Linked DNA regions of Hordeum vulgare: region 1 is linked to region 2. The links are chromatin contacts, called in public Hi-C maps. All regions are on one chromosome and are shown on one strand. Each heading gives the region's core, a stretch centred on a gene start, on an enhancer-like site or on the middle of the called end of the contact. The rest is flanking DNA. Distances are from core to core; before and after follow the strand shown. Region 1 holds the start of LOC123432249 (serine protease HTRA2, mitochondrial-like). Region 2 holds the start of LOC123432196 (KH domain-containing protein At4g18375-like).

What was found. Hi-C and Micro-C count contacts between places; a contact is called where the count stands out from the background.
Region 1: a contact with region 2 is called in a Hi-C map of leaf, with 2.2 times the contacts expected there. The contact joins the promoter of LOC123432249 here to the promoter of LOC123432196 in region 2. A contact is called at or near these places in 3 of 6 Hi-C or Micro-C datasets (leaf and seedling).

The regions. Positions count from the first base shown.
Region 1 is chr1H:301,563,994-301,571,142 of MorexV3_pseudomolecules_assembly, forward strand. LOC123432249 (serine protease HTRA2, mitochondrial-like) reads right to left here and starts at 2,698. Exons shown (of 10, transcript XM_045115379.1): 1 at 2,616-2,698; 2 at 1,926-2,069; 3 at 1,698-1,852; 4 at 1,307-1,582; 5 at 1,093-1,217. The coding sequence starts at 2,673.
Region 2 is chr1H:300,766,130-300,773,150 of MorexV3_pseudomolecules_assembly, forward strand. LOC123432196 (KH domain-containing protein At4g18375-like) reads right to left here and starts at 5,571. Exons shown (of 8, transcript XM_045115375.1): 1 at 5,235-5,571; 2 at 3,203-3,830; 3 at 2,392-2,814; 4 at 2,017-2,292; 5 at 1,131-1,898; 6 at 736-791; 7 at 575-668; 8 at 1-443. The coding sequence starts at 3,826. The coding sequence ends at 258.

The sequences.
Region 1 (7,149 bases), core at 1,448-3,947, 790 kb after region 2:
CTCCTGCGTTCCATCTGCATGCTCTGTTCCCGCTGCACCCCATGTTGCCTGCTGGTGCTAGCTGCTACTCGCTACCACCTGGTGTTGCCTGCTGCTACGTGGTGCTACCTGTTGCTAGCTGCTTACGTGCTGCTACTTCACAGCTTAGCTTAAAAAAATACAATGTCTTCCGCATACATGATGGATTTTGCATCTTTGTGTCATGTATGCTTCCTAGCTTTTAGCTTTCTTGTTTTCCGCTGCGTCCACCAAATCCGTCGATATTATGTGTTTCTCATGCCATGCGAGTCCACCATACCTTAGTCCGTCAGCCTTTCTCCGGTCCTGATCCTTTCTATGCAACTTTTGCGGCCTACTTGCCCTTGTTGTTTTCTATAGGATTTTCTAGACTTCTTTTGCATTGTCGGTCTACGTCCATCGTGCCTTAACCGCCGAGCTTCTTTCGCTGTCGGTTGTCGTGGACTATGATTTTCTGCACAATGCTTTATTCTCTTGATGTGCCATCTTTTGACAACCCATCTTCTCTTGATACTTATGTTGTATCTTCAAGTGATGCGGTGTCTTCCTCTGATGTGCCATCTCTTCGATGTCTTCCTCTAATGTGCCATCTTCTTTTGACAACCCATCTTCTCTTGATACTTATCTTGTATCTTCAAGTGATGCGGTGTCTACCTCTGATGTGGCATCTCTTCGTTATCTCCTTCGGCGACTCGACAAGTTTTGAAGACTCTTCATGCTACGACGACACTCTCAAGACGCGGATTTGGATTATCATTTTTTTTAGTATTACACTTCTTCAAATGCAATGTTATTGCATACGCTTTGCATTTGAGGGGGGTGTTAGGAAGTATTAGTATTAGTCTAGGAGTCCTTATTAGTCTATTAGTATTAGTCTAGGAGTCCTTATTAGTCTATGTTTACTTTCCTTGCACCTCAAGTCATGTGTAATATATATATGCCCCTTGGGCCTTCAATACAAATAAGTTGCTTTCCTAACAGGGTGAACACAAATGCACAACAAAATCTGTCGTGTTTCGATTTTTTTCAAGATATTTGCTCAATACTTAAATCATACAGTGAAAGAAAACTTACTGAAATTTCTTCCACATATCCAAGCACTTCAATATAATGGAGGAAGGAATAAATGCCGTTCCTGGAAAATTAGCCATCCCCCAAACTTGACCATTCAAGTCAATAACAGGTCCTCCAATGCTAGGCTAAATTATTAAATTGCTAACATCAGAACCATAAGCAACATAAGTTAATAGTAATTTACAAGACGATCACGATGTACGATTAATTATACCTGCTTAATCACACAACCAGAGAACAGATAGTGATGGCGTTGAAATTTATTTGGGCCCATAAATTGAACACGTCCACGATGAATAGTCAGATTTAGACGTTCATCTCTACCGAGCACAAATATCTCTTGACCATAGATCACGTCACCACTGAAGCTAGGAATCTTAGCACATAAGTCTATCTCAACCTTAATCAAAGCAATATTGATGTGCTTGTCATAATGAAGCAATAGTGCAGGTACAGTAGCATCATCTTCATCCAATAAATGAGCAACAATCTAAAGATGGATACAAAAGATAACATAAATGTGCATTTAGCATACTTGTAAGTGCAAAAATATATGGGCATGCACATAGATCAAAATTCCAAAATTCGTTTGTTTGTAAACTCACCTCAGCATTAGGTGCATACTCATCTGTGCCTGACCACTGGCTTAGGGCTGAATGCTTTGAACAGATTATGCGTGCAGATGTCAAAACTGTGCCTGCTTTACTCCTCTCATCCCAATCAATTAGAAAGCCCGATGATCGTGCCATGAGTTTACCATCTGTAGATGCAATAATAGATTAGATAAAGATAAATGATAGAGAGAGATCAAATAAAGGCAATGTGTTACATACCGACATAGGACGAAAAGCCAAGAACAACTTTAGCTACTTGAAGAATTGTTTTTGTTGCAGACTCACGAACACTCTGCAATTTCTCATTTACCATACATGAAGAAGCCATGGAGCGATCAAGTGTTACAAGTTGAAGTTGGCGCTCTGCAGGTTAACATGCAAAAAATGGCGAATCAGTCTATTATGTTCAAAATTCATATTATCTTCAGCAAAAAAGACACCCTACTAATCAGATGGAATGAAAGCGGAGTGTTAGGGCCACATCTAGCACCAAAGTAGTGCCTAGTGTCAGCCAAACTGTTGCAACATTTTATACAACTCTCTACCGCACTCCTCTCAATAGTCAATACACAATGTTCTACCATATCTTGTCTCTAGCAGGATCGAACCATACATGCCCACCGAGGCATTGTCTGCCACTGACAAGAGGGAGGACAATACCATACTCTTCCTCCATATGCAGGTTTCTGTCATATCTTGTTCTCCAGCTGTAGTATTCAGTCATTCATACATAACTGCATGCTGAAATGTTCTTGATGGCACGGAAGAGGGCAATACGATATCCAATTTTCTACCCCCTCCGTCCCACAATATAAGATATTGATGGCACACAAGAGGGGGTACTATATCAAGATCTCTAGGAGCATTCAATAATGGCTACAAGAGGAAAAGGAAGTGTCCGAAACTTACTTATTTTCGCATGGTACTTGGAACTCAAGTCCATATAGGCTTCGTAGACAGGCTCCATCGCAGGATCATAGTTACGTCCTACGCCGATGGCAGGGGCGGGGGGAAGAGGGCAACGCAGAGGAGAGCTGAACGCAGAGGAAGCCTCGGAGGAGGAGGCATCCGATGCGCCTGGTGAAGCTGAGGTCGTCGCCGCGGCCTGCTCGCCCTTGCTGGTAGCGGCTTTCTTCTCGTCAGTTCCCTCCCGCTTCTTGGCGGTTCTTTCCTGCCCCTTGTCCTCGGACGGCTCCAAGGGTGTTTTCCTCTTGCGTCGCTGCGATGCTGCGGACGACCTCTCCGGAGAGGCTTTCCTCTTGCCTCCCTGCGATGACGCCGCAGCTTCTGGTTGGGCCTCCGCAAACCGGTCGGATAGCCCTGCCCTCGACCTAGATCCCGACACCTCATCCTGTGTAGTCGGCGCACCTCGCTGCGAGGACGACGCAGCTTCCACTTGGGCCTCCGCAGACCGGACACCGAGGTGCGCCGACGCCGCCGACGCCGCCCTGCCCTCGACCTAGATCCGGACACATCTTCCTCCGTGGTCGGCGCCATGAGGGACGTAAAATATTTTCCGTCTTTCCGTAATAATAAAGGAGATATTGCTTCTGCCGTCATAATATATACCCCTGAATTTGCGAATAATTACCCACCATGCCACCCGCAAGTGAGAAAAACGGTTCGTCCGTTCACACCGGCTGTTTGGATAGGTTAACAGCAGGAAATCCTGAATATTATCATGACTGCAAAGGTGTTGTGGTGGTTCGACTGGTGCGCGTCTAGCCAAACAACCTGGGTTCGAATCTCATCCATGCTTTTTATTTTGCCCTCTTTTCTCTTTGATTTTTTGATGGGTGTAGGAGCAGATTCAAAATGTTTTAGCTTTTTTATTTTTGCCCTCTTTTCTCTTTGATTTTTTGTGGGTGTAGGAGCAGATTCAAAATGTTTTAGCTTTTTTATTTTTGTCCTCTTTTCTCTTTGATTTTTTGTGGGTGTAGGAGCAGGTTCAAAATGTTTTTCGAAATATTCATATCATTTAAACCAGCAATTCAAATCTAACATATTTTTATAATTATATTTTGGTTGCAACCTTAATTAATATTTTAATACCTTTTTTATATGTGGTATTCTGAAAATGTCTATTGTTTATGTTTCATACTCATTTAAATGCCGTAAATATGATTATTTGATGCTTCTCGCAATAGCAATTATTGGCGTTATATGGGATGTTCATTCCTATCGGATACTCTACCTTCTTTATATGTTATATATGAAATTTGATTAAAAAATGTGTAGAATTTAAATAGGGTGTTATTTTTAACTGTTGAATACTTCTTAAATATTATTTTTGGTGCAAACTTAATCTGTAGTGCACGGTCTTTTTTTCTCTATTTCCGACGAGGATACGAATTGCAATAAACATTCATTAAATTAAAACCAAATTGAGAAAAAAGAAAACATCGTTAACCACACATGCACACATTTGGAAAACCTCGTGGGGAGAAACAACATATTTCTCATCTTATTCCGAGTGACTGTACATTCAAACGCGTTTTCGTTGTGTGAACACTAAGGCCATCGTCGGCAACACAAATGTGATGCCATGTGAAAATATATTACGTTCAGAGCATGTGTTATTTTCTCTTCCGTTGCAACGCACGAGCTCAAATTATCCACCATGCCACCCATAAGTGAGGAAAACGATTCGGTTTTTTTTCCTGTCAAATCCGCTGTCTCACATGATTCTTAAAGCCCGAGATCCTCATTTATCATAATCATGTCTCTGGCGTAGTGGCTCGAGCGCGTGGCTTCCACCAAGGAGAACTGGGTTCGAACCTCCATTCCAACACTTTTTTTCTCCCTCTTTTTTTAGGAACCTTTTCTCTCTTTATTAGCAGCAAGGATGCACCTCTTCTTCCTCTTTTTTTAGAACCTTTTCTCTCTTTATTAGCAGCAAGGATGCACCTCTTTTTTTCATGTTACGTAATCCCACCTCGCTCTTTTATACAGATTTCGATCAGTATATATAGGTGCATTTAAAGGATAAACCGAAAATTATCCCCTGTCTCGTGGGGCTGAATTTCAGATGCGTACATCGGGGATGTTCCAACGGACGCGGAGGAGCTCACTGTTTCCTAGGACTAGGGTCTGACGTTTTAAAGGGGATCTGTCGTCTGTCGTCATGGTTCAACCTCGATCTACCCCCTCCTACCGCCAGCCTTTCCATCGTTTCATCGATTTTTTTCAATCCCTTCATAAACCAGGCGATAAACCAGCCGATTAGTTCAATAAAAAACCCTAACTTTGTCACGAAAATTGGGCTTGCTAGGCCCGATGGGCGGGTTCCACTCCATCGCCATTCGTAAACGAGGTGTAGTGCGTGCGTGACCTAGGACTCATTCCCCTCTCCGTCAGGCGGCGGCGACTGTGCCAAGAAACCCCGACCGGAGGAAGGCCGAGCAAGCAAATTCCCAACCGATGGAGGTGAAATCGGCGAGCGGTGCCGAGAAGCGATCCATGTCGATCTCCGTGGCGGGTGATTGACTGGGGTGAAGGAGGCACGGATCATCAAGAAGTATCTTCTGGCGGCGCTCATCAAACATGCCTTCGTACGTAAGCCCCATCTTCCTTCTCCAGTGATTCGCGTTGAATCCATATGTTTAATGCTGAAGGCAACCTAGATTAGGCCTTTGTTTGGATGCCTCTTAGTTAAATCTCGGCTACTTGTATTGAAGAAACCCTAACCAGATATCAACCTTGTCCAAAAAGATTTGGATCGACTTGTCCTATCCGAGCTGACCTGCTTGACGTCCCAATTAGCCATCAATTGACATATAAATAATGTATGAACATGTATTATTTGTTCGACCTCCCCCTTCCTACCGCTAGCCTTTTCATCGATTTTTTTCATCCCTTCGTAAACCAGACGATTAAATAAAGAAAACAACTGGTTCATAAAAAAAGGCCCTCTACCTTAACGAACCGATAATCCTGACCACCCCGCACACGTCTTCCCCATCGCTCAGCCCCACGCCCGCCCACCCCCGCACCCGCCCCTGCCCCTGCCCCCGCCCCACCAACCCGCACGACGCCCCGCCCACCCCGACCCCCTCGCCGCCGACGAACCCAGCCCCGCCAAAACCTACGCCACGCCGCCTACCCTCGACCCCCTCGCCGCCAGCCATCCCAGCTTCGCCGGCCCCCATGCCCCGTCGACCCCACGTCATGGAGCTAGGGTCGAGTAGAAGGCGGGGTCACGAGCTCACCTCCTGTCGCTGGTGAAGATCTGCTGGTGCCGGTGAAGAGCGGATCCGCCCTCACGCAGATGAAGGACGTGGGATCCCGACGTGGAGCAGCGGAGGCCGTCGCCGTCGGCGAATGATGAAGGGGTGATACGTCTCCAACGTATCTATAAATTTTGATGGTTTCATGCTATTATCTTGTCAAACTTTGGATGTTTTGTATGCCTTTTATATATTTGTTGGGACTAACTTATTAACTCAGTGCCAAGTGCCAGTTCCTCTTTTTTCCATGTTTTTGACCCCTTTGAGAGGAGATTTTGGAACGGAGTCCAAACGGACGAAAATCCCCGAAAAGATTTTTTGGAACGAAAGAAGATCGGAGAACTTGGGAGCCAAGGCAGGGGAGCCCCAGGGGCCCCACAAGCCCCCACCCCGCGGCCAAGGGGGTCGCGCCATCCAGGCTTGTGGGCCCCCTGGAGGTCCCCTGGCCTAGGTCTTTCGCCTATATAATCCCAAAAATTCTAGAAAAAATCAGGAGATCATCGCAATCGCTTTTCCGCCGCCGCAAGCTTCTGTCTTCGCAAGATCCCATATGGGGCACGTCCTGGTGCCCTGCCGGAGGGGGGATTCGGACACGGAGGGCTTCTCCATCAACACCATGACCTCTCCGATGATGCGTGAGTAGTTCACCATAGACCTACGGGTCCATAGCTAGTAAGTAGATGGCTTCTTCTCTCTCTTGGATCTTCAATACAAAGTTCTCCATGATCTTCATGGAGATCTATCCGATGTAATCTTCTTTTGCGGTGTGTTTGTCGAGATCCGATGAATTGTGGATTTATGATCAGATTATCTATGAATCTTATTTGAGTTTCTTCTGATCTCTCTTATGCATGATTTCATATCCTTGTAATTCTCTTCGAGTTGTGGGTTTTGTCTGGCCAACTAGATCTATGATTCTTGCAATGGTAGAAGTGCTTGGTTTTGGGTTCATACCATGCGGTGACCTCACCCAGTGACAGAAGGGGTAGCGAGGCACGCATCGTGTTGTTGCCATAAAGGGTAAAAAGATGGGGTTTTCATCATTGGTTTGAGATTATCCCTCTACATCATGTCATCTTGCTTAAAGCGTTACTCTGTTCGTCATGAACTCAATACACTAGATGCATACTGGATAGCGGTCGATGTGTGGAGTAATAGTAGTAGATGTAGAAAGTATTGGTCTACTTGTCTCGGACGTGATGCCTATATGCATGATC
Region 2 (7,021 bases), core at 4,321-6,820:
TCCAGGTTCCATGCGTACAATGACTACAGAGCACTTGCAACTCTTGTCATCAGATGTATTCGCTCAAAAGGGGGTAAAAAAGACAAGGAAACAAGCACGTTTAGCAGTACATCCTTGGAAATGACCAAAGCCCAGATTATTTTTGTCAACAAACATGGTCTAAGTTAACACCGCTCAACCTAGTTAATGTGGCAGCATGGCAATCGACCTGGAGTTTGCACGGTGTTATGTAGTTCTTCCCCAGAAGCCTCTAGGGTTTAGTTCCACACTGGGTAAAGGTCACGAGAAGACTGGGATGGCTGCGCGCTCTGGCTGTTAGCACCAATGAAGCCTTGCAGAAGGCTCTGTGCCACTCGAACTTGGTGTGCCATACCTTGGATCTCCATGATGGATTCCGAAGAACCAGGACGGGCTTCAAGTAACTTCATTCTTGCACCAGATATCTGAGATCAGTGGGAACTTGCATGAGGAAACCCTTAAATGATTGCAGCAAATAAAATTAAATTATGAAGACTGGCTCAATGGATGACACAGTCGCATTTGTAGTTCAGAAAGATCAGAGCATAGCTGGTACCTGGCGGATCTCTGCTAGATTGACACCACCAGCTCCAACAACAGATTCCAAAGAACTATTTGGAATCCTCAGTTCAACAGAGCTACTTGAATACCTGCCAAAAGGATTATCCCTCAATGACAATTCCCATTTCAGAAGGGAGACGAGCTGCGAAAACATACCCTGTAACATCTGCCGCTCTTTGATAATCCTCACGTCCATGCATCTGTCCGGCAGCCTGGAAAGTGAAATTTAAATCTATTCAGCACTGAAGCAAATGAGAACCAAATATATTCAGATGCACACGTCAACGCATGTGAATCAGCGTAAACAGAACCAGACAAGGAAAGTAGATAATATAAGTAAAGACCAACACCCAATCAAGGAAACAGTGAGCGTCAACAAGTTATAGAGCACAGAAGTAACCTACGCAAACATACGAATATTTGTTTTCCCCTCTTCAGGAATACCAACCAGTTATGGAAGAATTGCATAACTACACAGTTTCAGGTTTCCAGTGAAAACTATGAGGTGAGGGTCACTTGCAAAACAGGGGAACTGACGCATAAAACTGTACCTCCGTGTAATCATAAGCATTGGAATTTCCAGCTCTGGTGACGCCTAATTGTTGCATAGTACTATTCCCAGCTCTTGAGAGGCCTAATTGCTGCATGCCTCTACTAGCGTAGCTATCAGTAGGCATATGGTCATGATGAGAACGATGCGGCATATAATCAGCACCAGGACTAACAGGCAAGGGCATTTCTCTAGTAGGCAAGCGAGTAGATCCTGCATATCTGTCATAAGAAGCAGATGGTGGAGCGTCGCTAGCAAATGGACTTCCATTAGGATACGCTCTTCTTTTAGAGAAGTAATCTACTGAATCATGGGGTTTATTGTTTGGTCTCCCATATAGTGTATCATTGGCAGGTCTCCCATATGCTGTATCATTGGCTGGTCCCCCATATGGTGGATCATTGGCTGGTCTCCCATATAGTGGATCATTGGCAGGTCTTCCATATAGTGAATCACTGGCAAGCCCATATGGTTGATCAATGGCAAGCCGCCTTTGATATGGGGAATCATTAGCAGGCCTTCCATAAGGGGTATCATGGGCAAGCCTTCCATAAGGGGTATCATTGGCAAGCCTTCCATAAGGGGTATCATTGGCAAGCCTTCCATATGGGGGATTGACAGGTCTTCCATACTGTGTGAATTCCCTGCTAGGAAATATATCAGCAGGAGGACCATCAAAAGAGGAAATTCCATCTCTGAGGATCCTATCTCTAAGCCTCGAAGCAATCTCTGTGAGGGCTTCTCTTGCAATATCTGGTGACCCAGAAACCTGAAAGCTCGGAACACATGTAACAGCATAATAACAAGTCAAGAAACAAAAACATTAAAAAGGCAGGTATTGAAACAATATGGACAACTTAATGTAGATATGATTGAGTAAAAATCACCTGCACAAGCTCCTCGTTAAAAGATAAGTACTTTGGTTTATCTGCTTTCGAATAAACTCGGATTTCAGCCCCAATACGCCTTCTCATTTCAGTAATTACCTTCCCACCTTCCCCAAGAATACAACCAACTTTTTTTGATGGTACAACAAGTCTTGTAACCAATTTGTGCTCCTCAGAAGGTTCACTCTCCGAAGGTTCACTTACTTTGCTCGCACTTACTTTACTATGGAGCAAAATAAGTGCCTCAATTGTTGGGGATACTGGATCAGCCGGAATCTGGATTGAAAAAATACGTAGGAGTAAAACTGTGAGGACTCAATAGTGAAGATTGGTATGGTAAGGAGATGGCAATTTGAACAACCATCTACATCTTACCTCCTTGGATGAAATAACAATCAACCTTTCTCCAGAAGCATCTTTGTGCAATTCCTGAACCACAATGCGAGCACCAGTCTGCTGCTCTACCTGCCGAACATTTGCCCCGCTTCTGCCAATAACAGGCCCAATAAGCTCAGAAGCGCACAGAATTCTAATAGAGAACTCTTCTGGTTCAGGAACAGGATATTGCAATGGTCGGTTTCTGTATGGATCAAGCAAGGGCATTGGTGGCGGATGATCCACATGCAGGTGTGGCAACATGTGATTTTCATGTGGTATCGGTGGTGGGGACCCACGCTTCCTTTGTGTGCTTGCATCTATAATTTCTTCAAGAGGTGGATTTTCTTTACGAGGATGCATATGGAGACGAGTAGATATCTCGTAGAGAGCTTTTCTTACAAGAGAAGCTGCACCAGATATCTGAAATGATTCAAGCAATTACGCATCAATAGTATTCACGTCTAAATATAATAAAGCACACAAAAAGTGCATGTTGTACTGACAAATATCTTTTTAACTTAACTGGCAAATATCTTGGTAAACTATAATCTAAAAATAAACTACGTGATATATCAATTAAGCCATGCCAGATACCAAACTCTAAAATCCGATCATTTAGGAATTTAACAAGGAATATAAACATAATGGAAAACTTCTATAGTAAAACAAATTGATACAGCAGAGTAATGAATCCAAATCTAGCTAAATGAAACCAATACAAAAGTCCCTGGAGATCAATACAAGCAAAAGGCATTACAAGCCGGAACACAACACAGCAAAGGATATTTTGCTACTAAAACAAATTTACCTGCACCAATTCATCACTCTTAAGTGCGCACTGAGGAAGGTTTTCGGATGGTAAGACACGGATCCCTGCGCCAGTATCATTTCGCAGTTGTTGTATAATAGAGCCGCCCTTTCCTAGCAGGCAGCCAACTTGATTGCCTGGAACCAAAATTCGAGCAGTCACATGACCAGCAGTTTCAGAATTCTCACAGATAACTCCATCGTTGGGATCTTCATCAGCAGCAATCTTATCATGTATCTTCAACAATGCATCTTGAGCAAAACAATGGGGCTTCATGTTCTCTAAGCCATCAATATTATTTTGAATAGCTTCAACAGCTTGTTTGGAGTTATTTTGGTAATCAAATATAATAATTACTCTCTCATCTGCACCAGGAATAGAATCAGCAACCCGTATCTTTGCTTTAGTCTCATCTCTAAGGGCGTTAACAACATGACCACCTCTCCCCAAGATACCGCCTATCTTGTTTCCTGGGCACAATATCCTGTAAACGGTTTCTATTGGCTGAGAGGACATAGGTCCGTCATCCTGCCTGTAGTTTAGCCGTTTCCTCTTTCCATCATCAGAATTGAAACGAGTCCTCTTTTTGGAAGTACTTGGATTGTGTCTTCTAGAGTTATCCATCAGTCTGCATAAAAAAAGGCCCATCAATATAAAGAAACTGTAAAGTAGCACGGAAGGTGTGGGGCACCCTCGATTCCATTACTCCATTAGCTGTCTGATTATGACACATGTATAACCTTCTTGCTTGTGCGTACCTCAAAATTGAGAAATTACTGATAAATGCTTATGTTGCTAGGCCTACGGTAAACTGCTGTAGGTTGTTTACAAGTGCAAGAAAAGGTATATATTTTTGTAGTCAAATGACTGTTTTCAGGTAGGTTATCAGATTCAAATCTATTAACTGTACTAAACTAGTAAGATCCTCACGGTTTCATCCAGAGCTCCCGCCTACTGTATTTCATTCAAATGAAACACTGCCAAAATGTAATTGGCACAAATAAACGTGGCGCATGTAACACTGCATAAACGGAGTATTAATCAGGAGTACTTTGGAGTTTGGAGTGCAAATCCAGTGTAAGAATTAGTCATAGTATATATCAAAGTGGCAAAAGGACATGTAATTTGAACGAATAACGAAAGCTAGCACTCAAAGATGAAATATACAGAGGGCATAATGGTGATAAATGACTTAACATCGTAACATAGCTTTGCAAGGGAAAGGTAAAACGGCATAAAATTTAACCAACCATAATTTCATAGAGATCATCAGTACACAATCATAATTCTGTCAGTTTATGGATGCAAAGATGTCCTAGCTTTAGAATGATAAAAGGATTGTTAGGCAACTGGAAAGATAAGGCTTGAATCTATAGTATATACTCCTAGTAAGGCCAAATATCCCTAGCAAGCAAAAAAAGGCATCCTAGCATATGGGACTTGCAGCAGCTCCATGTGAAGTGAAATCTGCAGTAACTTGGCTTTGCATCCATAAGTGGCAAAAAAGAATTGATAGTGATAATAATAGCATGTCAGCCCGCCACATACAGCGACATGCCAAATTCACTAACACATAACCAAATAAGCAAACAGGTGCGCCAAATTGACCTAGCCCTTTTTCAGCACGCTTACATATGAGTTGAAGAAACTCCGCAGATATACTAGGTCACAAGAACAACCAAAAATCGACAGTATGACCTCACTTATCGGCTCATTAACTCATCCAGCCATGAAATTTTGTTTGGGCCTGGATTCAGAAAAGGCGCCAGATTGACCACACAAGTCCAGGCGTGTGGGCAGAATTGCTCACACGCACAGCTTCACTCACACCCATCTAAGCAAAAGAAGCAGTATGCACTCCCCCCCCCCCCCCACCCCCCTCGAGAAAATCTCCATCCTTGGGGACCGACATATCGCATAGCAAACCTAGTTTCTACTGCCGGATCTAGATGGCGCGCCGGCCGTTGCGCCCAAAATTCGCGGAGGCTTAATGAGGGTGAGAGAAACTCACTGGATAACAAGAAGCTCGTACCTTTAAAACCAACGACGAAGATGGCGGCGGCGGCGGCGGCGGCTGGGGGATACGGCAGGGCCGCGGTGCCGCGATAAGGTTGGAGGCGGCGACGCGCGTGACAGGGGTGGGTGGGGTAGTGGGGCTCAGGGGTGTGAGGCGTGGGCGGCGCCACGGGAAGGCGGCAGCTGGAGCTAGGGCTAGGGCACCGGGGAAGAATAGGAAATTTCTCAACGGGACGGCGGAGAGGAAAAGTCGCTGTGGGAAGAGATGGATTTTGACGGGGACGGGGAAGACGAAAGGAAAAGAAAAGAATTTTTTTTATCCTCATGAATTCATAAACAGGTGCACTGCGCATGACATAGGGCAACGCTACACGTACGTATTTGTACTACGGAATTGATAATTACGGGATGACGTGGCCTCACTTGGTTGGTTATTACCGGGCCACGGAGTAAGGCCCTCCGCTATGTTCTTGGTGAGTTCTGAAAAGTATGTCACGTACATATTCATGTCAAATATAAAAATAATAACATCCCATCGATTTTAATTCAGGCCCACATATATATTTCTCCCTAATAATAAAGCAAATAGGATTTCTGGTCGTCCGTCAAGTTATTTACCCCTAGAGTTCGCAGGAATTACGCCCCTATGCCATCCGTAAGTGGAAAAAACGATACGGTTTATTTAAAGTCACTAGAGTGACGGTTAACTTATGCAGAAAGTTATTTGATTTGAAACCACATGCATGCTGGCAACTTACTGGTTGGGGCCTTCCACTCCCACACAGCGAACCCGGGTTTGATGCCCACTTCTCCCCTTTCTTCCTTTTCCTCTTTTCTCTTGATTTTATGTGTGCATAAGATAGACCAGCCTCGCCATCTTATCCGATGGGCTACACTATTTTTAATTTCGTCCCAACTATTTTCTACTTAAACTTTTTTGGCAGATTCAAGTATTTTCAAAAATATTCATTCCTTCTAAATGCTAACTTGAAATTTAGAAAGTTATATATGAAAATCACTGAAAAATGTGTACATTCCAGATATGATATTATCTTGCAAGATAATCATATCTAAAATTATTTTTAAAATATGTACGGGTAACACATTATTTTTAGGTATCACTAAAGAGGAACACCACAAAGAAGTGAATTGATATCGGCAACTCGGTGATATTTTTATTATGTACTAAACTGGACACAACTTTCGTTATTTCAAAAATCATCCCACCTTTATATTTGTGCACAACATCACTTATCATGTTGTTTCTCATATGGTATTGTGAATGATTTTTCATATGATTTTTTATGTCGTTCAGTGTGTATGAAGGATGATTTATTTTCTCACGTTGCAACGCACGGGATGTATAAAGTAGTAATAGATCAGTCCAAACCACTCTTTCCAACCATTGTTTCACTTTAGAAAGTACATTGATGCACATAGTTTTATGGAAAAGACTACGTGTCCATCCGATCGATGTCTACATATTATCCGTCGCCTCGACAACGGTTGGATGCCCGGGTTGATAGTCATTCCATCTAGTGTCCGCGCCACGCATGCCCGCTCGTTGTTTCCCACAACAAGCGCTCTATTGTAGAAACTGGAGACTCTTCCTCAGCATCGACACAGCTGCATCCCGTGCGGCGTCGCCGCCAACCCACCGCAAAATCAGCCTGCCGTCGGCATGCAGGAGCTAAACTGAAGTTTCTGAAACACTATGGCACACCATATCGCACGTGAGATGGTTGGATCTGACGCAAATCGAGCTAACTGGCGAGCCTTGCTTTGAGAACACGCGCGACCATC